Linked DNA regions of Danio rerio: region 1 is linked to region 2. Evidence: chromatin contacts called from public Hi-C data. All regions are on one chromosome and are shown on one strand. Each heading gives the region's core, a stretch centred on a gene start, on an enhancer-like site or on the middle of the called end of the contact. The rest is flanking DNA. Distances are from core to core; before and after follow the strand shown. Region 1 holds the start of uncx (UNC homeobox). Region 2 has its middle 89 kb from the start of micall2a.

The links. Hi-C and Micro-C count contacts between places; a contact is called where the count stands out from the background.
Region 1: a contact with region 2 is called in a Hi-C map of embryo, with 2.3 times the contacts expected there. The contact joins the promoter of uncx here to the enhancer-like site in region 2. A contact is called at or near these places in 2 of 18 Hi-C or Micro-C datasets (caudal fin and embryo).

The regions. Positions count from the first base shown.
Region 1 is chr3:42,419,370-42,422,354 of GRCz12tu, reverse strand. It overlaps uncx (UNC homeobox), which reads left to right and starts at 1,481. Exons shown (of 3, transcript XM_005164204.6): 1 at 1,481-1,829; 2 at 2,296-2,471. The coding sequence starts at 1,571.
Region 2 is chr3:42,232,027-42,234,919 of GRCz12tu, reverse strand. No RefSeq gene overlaps it. Among named protein-coding and RNA genes, the nearest start is that of micall2a, 89 kb to the right of the region's middle. Within about 2 kb of position 1,464, at least 14 of the 62 cell types and tissues checked have an H3K27ac peak or open chromatin away from gene starts, as enhancers often do.

The DNA of each region.
Region 1 (2,985 bases), core at 232-2,731, 190 kb before region 2:
AGTGGGGTGCTATTTGGGCTCGAGGTCAAGAGACGAACGGATTATATAGTTCCTCATAATAATATTAATTAAACAATTTGCATGCTAATAAGGTAACAATTATCAGGGCCTCTGTTGAAAGATTCGGGTTATTACAACACGCCAATCCGAGTGCCAAGGGTCAGGGAGTGAGTGGGAAGCGAAATTTCAGCTCAGATTAACATTATGACAACTCCAGACACTGGCCAAATAAAGTCGAATTAATTCTCTGTAATGAGAGGGGAGACAGGACGTCCTCTTAAAGCGGTGGGATTGATTACCATTCTGTATTCAAAAACACAGTTAATTTGCCTAAATTTAAGACATATATTCTGCGGTGGATGATAAGATGAATTATTGCTAGTAATAGAGTAAAATGTTCCAGGCCACCATAACTGGGATTTAATTAAAAATCTGAAAATATTATAAACAATTATTATTTACATACTTCACAGTATTTTCTCACTGTTATTTTGTATTTGGTTTCCATAATGACACTGTCGGGTTGCAGGATTATTATTATTTTCAATAAAATATTAATTAATACTCCTGGGACAGCTGCTCACAGTAATAAACCAATATTGTTTCAGAGGTGTAGTGTTGTAAGTTGAAGCATGCATTATATTATACACAATGACCACAAATAAACCGCGCGCGATCTGTACATTAGTTGTTTAAATGACATTAATTACACCGGAACGCTATGGCTGGGGGAATATATCTAATTTTCTGTTAAATGTCGAGTGGCTTCTAATTAGCTATTCATGTAATTAAAAGTTCATTTATTCCTCCAGCAGTATCAAATGAGTGGGTTCGCATCATTCCCTCTCTCCTTATATTTAAAGCGACTCGTGACGCTTCGAAATTAAATCTGACAACTCTGTTTGACGAATATCTTCGGAATGACTGGTGGCAAGTTACCTGAGAATCACCACATAAATAAAAATACTATTGTCGGTCAATTTTGTCAACATTGCGCTATGAATCTTACCTCCTCGCATGGCAACATTTCGACTTCAATCGCAACGGGTGTGTATTTGTTTTCCCTCGTTTTCCTTTTCTTGTTTGTGTTTGTTTGTGTACAAAAGATTTGAAATGAATAGAGGGACATTGTCTCAAACGGTGATGAATCTGCCGCTCTGTGTGGCTGCAGTCCGAGGTGAGATTTCAGTGTCTATTTAGCGTTTAACTGGGTATCAAATCTGATCGCTCTCCCTCTAAGGCCCCCTGTGTAGTCGTGATGTAGTTCTTATCAAAGCCCTCCTGTCTTGTTGTGACAGCTCTGATATTGTTTATTGAGGTGGATGTCAGGTTTAATTAGCAATCGATATGGAAAGCGTTTTCAGACCACGTCTCTGACGTCAGCGCCGATTAACGCTTCTCATTGGTCTCAAATTCCCAGAGCCTAAGCTAATTATTGGAAGCTTCGTGTTGATAAAGAACAGCTCATCCTACTCTCCACATCATGTCCCCTCCTCGCCGGCCACTCTCGCTGCATGTTTTTTAAATTCACATCACCAACCACCAGACGTCGTTTCCTTTTGCCTGGGAGATGATGGACAGCAGGATACTGGATCCACCTCATGCCCAGTTCGGAGGCTCGCTCGGTGGGATGGTGAGCTTTCCGTACCATCTAAGCCACCATCATGTGTACGAATTAGCCGGTCATCAACTTCAATCTACAGCCGCGGTTCCTTTCTCAATAGACGGATTACTTAACGGCTCCTGCACGGCTTCTGTGGTGAATTCTAACCCCCTCTTGTCGTCTGGCTGCGGTATGAATGGAGATAACCAGCAGTACAAACTGACAGGTAAGCAAACAAACCCATGCCTCTAACTAGCAATGCGACTCGGACAATAACGGGATAAATTCATGTTTTTGTTGTAATGTTCTAAAGCAAATATTGTTATCAGTCATAAATCTTTGAATAATTGCCCGAGGAAACAAAAGAAAGCATTCACCCGTTGTTCAAGCTAGTTTAGTAGTATTTAAGAGACTGACTTAAAAAAAAAAAGAATAGCTTGTATAAAATATTTTACACAATCGCTGACAGCACCTATACTTCTTTTTTCTTATGTTCTTATTTTTGTCATAAAAAAATAATAATCCATGGCTTTCTTTTTCTCTTTTTCCTTTCTGACACATAAACTAGCCTAACAGTAAAGGCTCATGCAGAAAAAAAAACACTAACAAAATATTTAAGTTGACCCGCTGTTTTGGTGATCATAATAACTGTGCACGGTATACGCGATGTTAATTTATTGTTTCTTACATAGATTCGGGGGATCCAGACAAGGATAGCCCGGGTTGTAAAAGAAGACGAACTCGTACCAATTTCACTGGCTGGCAGCTGGAAGAATTAGAGAAGGCTTTTAATGAAAGTCACTATCCAGATGTGTTCATGAGGGAAGCACTTGCTCTAAGATTGGATTTGATAGAATCAAGGGTGCAGGTAAATACACTTAAATAATTTTTCACATGCATGGTGTGCAGGTATTAAAATCACATGAATTTAAATATTTTGTCAACACAAGATGGTTTATGTATAAGCCCGTTTTTATTTCTGCTCGGTGTGTTTGATTCACTATAGTAGTAAATTTTGTACTGCTAATTTTAGAAATTGTTGTTTTAAATTTACACTAGCTTCTGTATTTATTGACAAGCTATCATGGGTTTGAAATTGTCTTTCGTTTTATACTGTGTTTCGAAGATAACACAGTATAGGCCCTCTTTTCAGAAAAAAACAATATACAGAAAATGTTTAATATAGTATTACCATCTTATACAGTTATTTTAGTGAAAAGTTTTTTTTTTAATTCGAGGTAAAATTTAAATGAATTATTTTAGATAATTCTTAAAAAAAAAAAAAAATATATATATATATATATATATATATATATATATATATATATATATATATATATATATATATATATATATATATATAAATGTAATAGATGCAGGCT
Region 2 (2,893 bases), core at 215-2,714:
TAACTAGTTTAATAAGGTTAAATAAACAGGTTAGGGTAATTAGGCAAGTTATTGTATAGCAGTTGTTGGATCTGTAAACTATCGGAAAAAATATTTAGCTTAAAGGGGCTAATAATTTTGACCTTAAAATAATGCTTAAAAATTAAAAAGTGCTTTTATTCTAGCCGAAATAAAACAAATAAGACTTTCTCCAGAAGAAGAAGAAAAAATTGGACATACTGTGAGGATTTCCTTGCTCTGTTAAACATCATTTGGGAAATATTTAAAAAAGAAAACAAAATTTTAAAAGGGGGGCCAATAATTCGGACTTTAACTTTCTATCAACACTAAAACTTTAAAGCAGCTTTAGCAGGTGGTGTGGTAATTGCATTTATGCTTTAATGCCAGACACTGCGACAAAATAGTTTTTTCATCCACCTGTTAATTTAGATTTGTTTTTTCCCCTAATTCTTTAAGACTGTAGAAAAAAGCACACTTTTTAATTTTTTTTTTTTTTTTCCCTCCTTTTATATCTAAAGTCTCTCTACTTTTATCTACATCACTCTTTTATTTCTACAGTCTCTTATGGAAATACTTTACAACCAGGTACCATTGGTTAATGCATTTACTAAAATTAGTAAACAATGAGCAATACATTTATTGCAGTATTTAACCATCTTTGTTAATGTTACTTACAATTACAATACAGTCGCTCACTGTTAGTCCTTATTAACTTGCAGTGCAATAACATACACAAATTTAGATTTTAATAATGCTTTATGTTGAAATCAAATGCTTCACAATTATTGTTCATATTTATTTGAATAAACTTTACAATAAAGTTCCATCAGTTAAACAGAAATTGGAAAAAAATAAATAAACAGGGGTGGGGGTGTGGGGCTAATAATTCTGACTTCAACTGTATACATATAAAAAATACCAATAAAATAAAACAATATTAAAACACTTGACAGTGCATTTTAAATGCTATTTAATTAGCTTTAATCCTTACACTAAAAAAATGAACAATTTGTGAAAAATCAAAAGCTCAAAATCTCAAAATAGACAGGTGCATGAAAAAACGGAAATTGTCAGGAGTGTCTCAGCTCAAAAATATAGCCAAGAAAAATATCAACACAGCCACCTCATTTTAAAGCCTCTGCAAACACATACATGGGGCGGATTGGACGGAGGCACAATAATGGCGCGGGGTGTCGGGTAAATGTTCGCCCCATTCACAGGCACCAGCTTGCGGCACGGGGGCAATGAGAGGATAATTACGGGGGTAACTTGGGCTCAATCTGTCCACGGGCCCCGTCCCGTCCTCCCCCTGAAGGGGTGTTTCCCTTGATTAGCCCAGCTCGGGGTGCAGCCCCTCCGCGGATGGCAGATTGAAGTTCATCACGGGGGTCTCAGCTGCCAGTGTGTAGCGATGAATTGCCTGCTGTAAGAAGGTGTTGACAGGAGCAGCTGGACATCAGCGAGTGATGAAAAGAAAGGGAAATTCATTGAGAGCCGAGACAGAACGGTCCACTGGGGAGACGGAGAGGCAAGAGAGAATATCTGGCATCTGCTGGACGAGAACCGAAACTGCAACCTGTCCTGAAGGTGCATAGTGCAGGAGGGAAGCTGAAAGGGGGTGTTATGTCATCAAGAGAAGAAAAAAATACTGTTTGGTTTTATAAATTTAATTGTTGAATTGTTGTGGAATTTTAATGGCAAATAGCTAAACATGAACTGCAGCTAATCCTTTTTTTTTTTTTTTAATTAGTGCAATAATTGAGTTGAACGTAAATTTATTTTCTATAATAATAATAGTAATAATAAATATTAATAATACAGAATTATTAGATAGTTTATTACAAAATTATATACACAATTGTCATTAGTACTATAGTTAGTGAAAGTGATGTATACATTTAAATGTATATTAATATAGTAATGATAATCATAATAAATATTAATACAAAATTATTAGATAGTTTATTAAAAAATATAACATGAGTATTATTAATAGTACTGTTAGTAACACTAATGTAGACATTTAAGCATAAATTAATAATAATAAAGTTATTAGTTTGTTTGGTAACATTTTATTTTGATGGTCCATTTGAGTATTAGTAGACTGTCTGCTTAATGTCTGCTGATACTGACATGTCAACTTACACTAACCCCAACCTAACAGTTTACTTATAATCTAATGAAAATTAGTTGGCATGCATAACTGAAATTCAACAAACAGACCATCAAAATAAAGTTTGTTTATTAAAAAAAATCACATGATTGTTATTATTGTTATTGTTAGTAACAGTAATGTGGTCATTTAAGTGTATAATAATAATAATAATACAAAATTATAACATAATTTATTACAAAAATTACATGATTATTATTCATATTATTATTGTTAGTAAGAGTAATGTATACATTTAAATGTATATTAATAATGGATAGTTTATTACAAATATTTTTTTAATTATTATTGTAACTGTTGTTAACAGTAATAATGAAATTCGCGCATATATTAATAATATTACAAAATTATTATTCTGGGAAACATATATATATATATATGTGTGTGTTTCCCAGAGATGGGTTGCGGTTGGAAGGGCATCCGCTGCATAAAAACGTGCTGGATAAGTTAGCGGTTCATTCTCCTGTGACAACCCCCGATTAATAAAGGGACTAAGTTGACAAGAAAATGAATGAATAAATGAATGAATATTATTATTATTATTATTATTATTATTATTATTATTATCAAAAATAATTAGAAATAATGTAGTAAATGAATAATTAATATTTAATTTACTCTTGTTTTGCCAATAAACATTCAAACTTTTTAAATTTATTTTTTACCACCACCATCACCGCTACGACCTACTACTACTGCTACTATTACTATACTACTACT